2 separate regions of the Hermetia illucens genome follow, and region 2 is linked to region 1. The links are chromatin contacts, called in public Hi-C maps. All regions are on one chromosome and are shown on one strand. The core of a region is the stretch at or near the end of the contact, and the rest is flanking DNA. Distances in the headings are between cores, read along the strand shown. Region 1 holds the start of LOC119660498 (protein jagunal). Region 2 holds the start of LOC119660491 (exocyst complex component 4).

The links. Hi-C and Micro-C count contacts between places; a contact is called where the count stands out from the background.
Region 2: a Hi-C map of whole body shows a contact between it and region 1, with 4 times the contacts expected there. The contact joins the promoter of LOC119660491 here to the promoter of LOC119660498 in region 1. A contact is called at or near these places in 2 of 2 Hi-C or Micro-C datasets (an unstated tissue and whole body).

What each region holds. Positions count from the first base shown.
Region 1 is chr6:4,699,302-4,703,195 of iHerIll2.2.curated.20191125, forward strand. LOC119660498 (protein jagunal) reads right to left here and starts at 1,794. Exons shown (of 3, transcript XM_038069093.1): 1 at 1,475-1,794. The coding sequence starts at 1,563. The region is part of intron 3 of LOC119660492 (katanin p60 ATPase-containing subunit A-like 1); the gene reads right to left. It overlaps Trnar-ucg (a tRNA gene), which reads left to right and starts at 2,154; the gene lies at 2,154-2,226.
Region 2 is chr6:4,838,944-4,842,846 of iHerIll2.2.curated.20191125, forward strand. LOC119660491 (exocyst complex component 4) reads left to right here and starts at 2,410. Exons shown (of 10, transcript XM_038069078.1): 1 at 2,410-2,474; 2 at 2,996-3,333. The coding sequence starts at 2,418. It overlaps LOC119660492 (katanin p60 ATPase-containing subunit A-like 1), which reads right to left and starts at 2,255. Exons shown (of 6, transcript XM_038069083.1): 1 at 2,167-2,255.

The sequences.
Region 1 (3,894 bases), core at 544-3,043:
GCAGGTTGGCATCTCTACGACAAAATGTATGCAATTGGGGAGTCTGTTGTACTTCGACGGCAACTAGCACGGTGGGAATCCATCGCAGAATGGCAGAAGAGATGGAACGAGGCACAAACTGGCCGTTGGACCTACCGTATAATTCCATTCCATTCGAAGATGGATTGAAAGAAGCCACGGGGAACTAAGCTAACACAGTTAGTAAGTGGACGTGGAGTTTATCAGGCTTATTTACATCGATTTGGACACGACGAGTCGCCATGCTACCCAAGATGTGGTAACGTGGCTGAGAATGCGGAGCATGTTGTATTTGAGTGCCCAAGGTTTACAACACACCGACCTAGCCTGGAGGCGATCGCAGACATGCGCTTAACACCCGAAAATATAGTGGAGTTTATGTTGAAATCAACGGAGGCGTGGAATCAAATGGTAATTGAGCTGAAAATTATTCATCAACAGCCAAGTCATAAAGAACTGCGAAGAAAGCAGCGAACAATAATGAGCCGCAGTTAAAAAGTGTTCCAGCCCCGCGATGCAATGCTTATAGCAGTCCCGTGGGGAGAGTGGAAGAAAGAGGTGCTTTTCGTGAGCGAGTAGGAGTTTTCACATAACTGCATGGCATGAGCCAGCAGTAGGTTTTGAATCTCTCCACTTTCCAACGAACAACGATGAAAAAAAGATGACCTTGATAGGATCCTATATTCCAGAAGGACCAACAGAAAGTGATAAAAGCAATTCTCTATCTTAATCCGCGGCTTATCGATTCTTCAGGTGAGATGTACCCGACATTATCCTAAATTATGTTGGGTGCCAACACCTCAAAACTGCGCCATTGCTACGAGCCTATAAAGGCCGAGAAGTCTTGGACGATAGTGGCAAATCTTCTTGAAGATAAATCAGCCGTCATCTAGGGGAAAACTCGAGCTCGGTGAGCAATGGTTCTTGAGATCAACTCTTGAACAGCGCGGAACGAAGATCCTTAATATTCAGATAGCATTTCAATGCTGGTTATAAGCGTAGTAAAAGTGTACTTATATCTTGAACCGAATTATTAGTTTGATCACAGTATACATGTTTTGAGTTTACCGTGGTACATTTACTCAATTTTTTACATTTTACCCCGCGTTTTTCCAACATAATTTAGTGGATCTTCCCACGAAACATCAAAAAGATCCATCAAGAGAACTTCTGCCTTCAATCACTCAATGTAAACAGATTTTGGCATTTTGCCGTGGGCTTCTGTGCAAGTGAAATTCTCAATTGCATTCGCGTCTCTGACCACCTCATCTCTGCGCAAGTCTACGTGGAACTTGACGGAAAAAAGACGAGACAGGCCCTGGCCAAAGATCCGAAGGCGGCCGTGTCAAGTATGAGAAAGTCATCTGCCGGGAACTCAAAGAAAATTATCCTAAAATATCACTAGTCGACATGAGAACACAATTAACTGAGAGCCGGTAAATAAATGCATTTTAACCTGATTTGGTAGTGCGCTGCCACTCGCTGTCTGTGCTGAAAATCGGTGCCATCCGTCCCAGTGATCATTGGTCCGCCTCTAGATGCCATCTTTGCAGGTAAGAAGCCGTTCTTTTCGATGTGGAGAAGTCCTCGTTGCAGTCTTAGTCCGTTCGGTTGGGACCGGGTGGATTTAACATTTCCTGGCGAGCGGGATTTATGAGAATTCCGGTTGGAGCTGCAGCACGATCGCGCGGCCCGAAACACGTAAATGAGGCAAGAGACCCCGTAGCACTTGTAGCTAAGTCTGCCCTGGAATTTAACGTCAAAAGTTGACGGGCAAGTGACAATTGGGAAAGATTTGATTTATTTTCTGGGAAGGTTGGTATGACTGACTCAGATACATTGTTATATTAACGAATTTCCAACGATATAATATTTATTTCTCCTTAACTCACCTTAAATATAATTTCGTTTTAATTCTTCTTGAATTTTATCTAAACAGAAGCACCCAAAGTAACTTGGAGCTCTTCTCCAACTCAATGAAACTGTTATACACGTCGCGGCTTTTGTATAACAGATAAAATCAAGCAAGTCCGGATATGTGTTTGGGTCTTTGCTAAGAGAATTTGGAGCAAAGGAAGTTGAGTCCTTTGAAATTAAGCTGGTAAAGTATTTTCGGTAAAAGGATGAAGCTCGAGGACCGTGTGGCCTAATGGACAAGGCGTCGGACTTCGAATCCGAAGATTGCAGGTTCGAGTCCTGTCACGGTCGAGCAACAGCTTTATTTTTGCTATTTTTCCCGAATATTAACCGTACCTGGGACAACCTGCAGGAAGGCGTTTACACATTTTTTTTTAATCTACTAATTAATGATAAACGCTTAGACGCAAGATTAAATGAGTACCTAAAAAAGCTCACTAGCTAAAATTAGCCGAAACATTCAATTGGATGGAAAACGACCCAAACATCAACCGAAACGGCGATGGCTAGATGTGTAAGATGGAGTTTTGAGAAACTCTTGGCACTGCCCTGATCAAGCCTACTACGACTGAGACGAACGGCGAGTCGATCATAGAAAAAGAAAACTAGTGAAAAAGTTGGGTACAAGAAGAGGTCGAGGGTGTGGACTGCAGGATATTCTAATGCCCAGGAAGCCAATATATCTCTCTCTGGGGTTGATATGTGGCTCTCCAGGAGCCAAGCCTCTCGTTTCCCAAGACCGTTGGTGGGTGGTTACAGCCACACTCCGTACGAAGTGAACCTACTAACGCTACGATTCTAGACTGAGGAGTCGAGAAATATCTCCCCCAGTCCAAGGTGTTATGTAAACCGTGTCCATTGAATAATTTGCAGTCGAGGGTAACTGGCTGTATTCTAAAAGAGCCTTACTGGTACACAGTCGGCTCAGTGAGTAAGTATACCTTACGAAGGGAGCACGGTGGACCTCCTAACGCCCATATTCGTGGGAATAACAAACAAGCTGGACCGCGTATCACACACAAATTGCCCCATCAGGCGGAGGTACATCTCCGAAATACTAAAAGACAGGTGCACCCGAAAACGGAGATGTTGGGAGATCAAGCACTCCACTCAAAAACCATTGACGAGCAAGGATACATCTGAGGTTGCCATATCAGATGTCAGGAAGAAAAAAGGTCTTAGTGGCGCAGTTGCTAAATGGTATCTGAATGAAGGCCTGAAACCAGAGGATGCATTTAAGAGGGCTCAGGATAGATCTAAGCTCCCGGAACCAGAGCTAGCAAAGCGAGAACCAACCGAAATCAATCAGCCCACCCTCAGCGAAATGCTCCCAAGAAATCTAAACCTGAGTCAAAGAGAGGGGAAATCTCGGAGTGGCCAGGAGTGAAGGCAAGAACCAGGAAACCCGTCGTTAATTTGACCCTGACCGTCATAGAGATGTGCGAGGCATGGAGTAAAGAGCTCCTGCTTACCGGCATAGGTTTTCGATCAGGTCTCATACGGGTAAACTGCGCAACGAAGGACACGGTGGACTGACTTAGGACCATAGTCCTTAACTTACCAGACCGAAAGGAAACAGAATTGTCGACATGTGCTGGAAATGATACCCGCAGCATTTGAGACCGGAAAGCTTCTGCGCCTTCTCATGACTCAAAAGAGATCTTTACACGCGGTTATGGAGAATTATTAGAAGTGGAGGAAGACAAACTCATCCCGATTGGGGTAGGTGAGCGATCCCTGAAGCCAATTAAACGCTGCAACTGCCTCATTAATTACAGATTTGGCAACGCACATGTGCACATGTACAGGAAGAAACCAAGGAAAGATACTTCGGAGGGCATATCGGGTGGAAAACTACTGAGGTCCCCAAAGGAATCACGAATGCCATAGAGACTCAAAGGGGAGCACCAAACAGGGAAGTGGACCTACTGCCTACAGGAGAGAAGTAGCTGAATAACC
Region 2 (3,903 bases), core at 1,160-3,659, 140 kb after region 1:
CTGGTTGCCAAAGATCCGCATGGATACGAGCAAGCTCGTCCAATTTTTGCATTTTCAAAACACCAGGATCCCCATGGACGACAGGGTGGTCAAGCAGGAGGAACCCCAGCCAATCTTTTCCACTCCGCATCAATGGAGAGTGGCTACAGGTACTAAAAATGCGCCGCAGGGCCATGATGTCATCGGGCCCCCATGAAGACGAAAGGAAGACGGGAGTCACTCGTCGCGTAGATGAGAGAATAAATTCGGGGCTAATCCTTCCGAGTCGATTCCTCTGCGCGTTATTTTTTGCGATTTTGTCACCACCCTGGTTAGGCGATTAGGCAGTTTATTTCCTTTAAGAAAGAAATTTTCGGTGGTATAAGCCCGCCTCGAGAGTTCACGTATCTTCTAGCTTACCCTGTGTTGGTTTAGTTGTCCGACTATTGAGTTAAAACCCCGGCCCTCATCTCGACGAACTGCTAGCATTCGGGTTAGTTCCAGCATGTGCCGTCTGATTCAATAATGGGGGTAAGTTTGGTTGGTTGACAGCCTTGGTGACTATGTTGGTGGCAATGTGATACAAACCGTGCTCTCTTCGTAACAGATGAGTACATTACAGAAATATCTTCTAACTGCCTTCCTCCATATACATTATATTAGTACCAAAATCATCAAAAAGGTAATAACCAAATTAGGATTGGAAGGCGCCATCTCTCTAGTGTTTTGGTTAACAGTGATGGACGAAATTCTACCCATATTGTACTGGAGTGGGCAGAAGGTGGTGACCTTTATCGACGACTCGGTAATATTGGTGTCAGAGACGGTTCGAAACAATTGAGGGTAGCTCAAGTAGGAAAGGCGAACCGTGTATAGTAGCAGGTATTGGCACGCGCTCCTCTGTATATAGAGGAGAATGAGCATGAATTGGCCAAACTGAATTCTGCTCTTCATCGCCCTCGGTGGGCCTAGTCGGCATCCCGCTGGCAACTATCAAGGGTGAAATCTACTCGCATTATTTAGTAGCCGCTGACTTCAGATGGCCAATCCGGGAGACTTTGGTCCTCGCCCCTCTCGTTCATGTCGCCAGACTTGGCACCCTACAATTTGCATTGTCAAAGTTACGGAGAGGAGCGAAAAATATTCAAGCGCTTCCTTTGCGATTGTGCAATCCTAACTGACTAGGCTGACCCTGACCAATGTGCGAAGCCAGGGGTAGAAAAAGAAGACGAGGCAGACCTTGCCTAAGATGGAGCGATGCGTTGGTCAGGACGCCAGACAGCTTTTAGGGATATCGAATTGGTGGACTTCGGCGCAAAACCGGGATGTCTGGAGTTCCTTATTAAGGCAGGCCTAGACCGGATACCGGTTGTTGCGCCGTTGATGATGATGAATCCTAACTAATCCCGGACTACGGACACTGGGTAAACAATTTTTTGGGGACCACGAAGAGATCTCTAGTTGTAAATTGGAGGAGCCGCTACCCTTCGCGAATGCAACGGACTCTGGGTTCTGCTCCCCATGCTATTCCTACAGCAGGCATGGTCTTAGTACTTTGTGGTCTAAAAAGGTAGCAGCACAGCGGCCATTGAGCTCCACAGAGCTGACTGATACCTACTTATCATGTCGAGCTGGAAGTTGGGCGGACGTGGGTGCAAGATGTGGTAACAAAATGGGCTATCGAATATTTAAGGAGGATGAGCGGCGACTAGATGAGCTTCAAGGGGCACAAAGAATATGCCTGGCAACCACCCAACCTCGTAATGCGACCTAATACATTCGGTCAAAGATGCTTACAAGCTCTGACCACCGAAAGAAGATAGATCCAATTTACTTAGAGTTTTGATGGTTTACAGCCCATTTAGGACAATGTCAGCGGAAGTAGCGTTGGCAGCAGTAGGCATATTCCTAACTAACTTATCTACGCGAGGAATGCACCTGAACCGCTGCGAACAGCTGGAATGTTCCCATCGGCAAACAGAATTTTCAAAATCTTGATCCATTTTTTATTTACAAAGCTGGATTCATTCGGTTCTTGCGCCTATTTTTCCGTATCCAAGATGGCTCCTGCCAGTCTGGCGGTAAAGATGAGGAATGCAGCGGAAATGCAGAAGCGGATTTTCCTTCAGTTGTTTCACATTTGAGAAGTTGAAGGGTCATAATTTGTTCAATTTCTAAGCAAGTTACCTTCCATAATCATTCCGTGGTCAGTTAAACAACACACACACACACTTCACAACACTATTTACCCGGCACCAAGTAATATTACTAACAATTCCGAGCGTCCACTGCACCAACTGATCGTGACGCTGAACTAAACACCGATTCCACTCGCTTTTGAGTCATTCTTCCATACATTCCGCCCCTCAAATGCAAAACCACTCAACCGCAAGATGTCACCCTCCTACCAGCGATGACATGCATGTCAAACATCAAAAATGGCTACGCCACCTCCTACAAAACCTCCGCGCGGTGTAAAATACGGAAAAGAAGAGGTAAGCCCACGGCTCAGTTCCCGAAATCCAGTGAAAAAAGGTTCCTGAATCCTCGCTGCATTGTCAAAATCGATCTGCCCGCTCGTATCATTCCAAACGGAGGCGAAACATCAATTGGAAAATCGACTTGTCAGTGCCGCGACGAAATGTCAGATGCGATGACAGGGCCGCAATTCGGGCCGACCCGTTGTTTATTATTGGACACAAACGAACGAAAGTAATTTGTGCAATTGCGCGATTTAATTAGTTGGTGTGTCGCCACAGCGCGCGATAATATTATTTATCAGCGCAACGGGCTGGGAGTAAATCCGCATCGTGCGATGATGTAATTCCGTTCTTGCCGTCGCCGCGATTCTAGTTCTAAGATTTCATTATCGCAAGTGCAGTCGTCGCGTTTCTTATCGAATCTCAAGCACCGTCGCGTATTTATCTCGGCCGCGGTGTCAGGAGCTCGATATCCACTATTCAGGGACTTTGCCTTCACTTAGCGCACAATGAGTCAAATTGCGAATCTCTTGCAGATAGGATGTGGTCCACTGGTCACCGTGATCAAGACGCTGGGCTTCAGCGAAACGAACGAGGAACGGCAAAAGGAGAAGCAGAAGATCGAGAAGGAGTACAAGAAATCCGATCAGCGACTGAACGAGTTGGTCTCGAAACATGACGGGGAGCTGACTAGGGTCCTGCCGCTATTCAGCCAGGTATCGGCACACATTGGGACGAGCCGCGAGAAGATCCATGCCGTCAAGGAGAATTTGGTGGCCTGCAAGCAACTTTTGCACTGTCGACGGGAGGAACTGAGATCTTTGTGGACTGACGCACTACAACAGAAACTGGCGTTGGAAATGCTGGAGCAAATGTAAGTTTTCTCTGCTTTAATCATTTCGATGGGGGTGAGAACTACGTGAGATGGAATGGATTCGTCTTGCGTCATTTTATATAGTTTTCGCTTGGTCGAATGTAATTTCAGCGTTCGAGAGCTGGCAATTATTTTGACCACTCTCTCGATTGTGTTGAAGAGGCAGAATAAGCATTAAGCCAGCGCTGCCGATTTGGGTTTATGTTCGTTTCATAATCGTCCCTGGACCTTTTGGGCCATCCACCAGGTGCAGTTTAACCATCCAATCATGTCCGAAGGGAGCTTAACGTAGTCTTCCAATCGTTGCCTGTTTGTGCTCCAAAATAATGAAGTCACAGGACAATGAATCAATGGCGTAGGGGTATGGTTAGGGACAGTCCTTCTTTCCCCCAATTTTGCACAATTTAGAGCTGCACTGTAGCGCCAAGCCTTGTACTAATCATTTTTCGATTTCTCGTATCAAGTTCTGGGGCTATTAGTCACCTATTTCTGCTGCTTTGTTATCTTGAACAACTATAATCTTCGGTCTTACTGGCCTCGTCATCCAATATCGTTTTTTTGATGCAACAA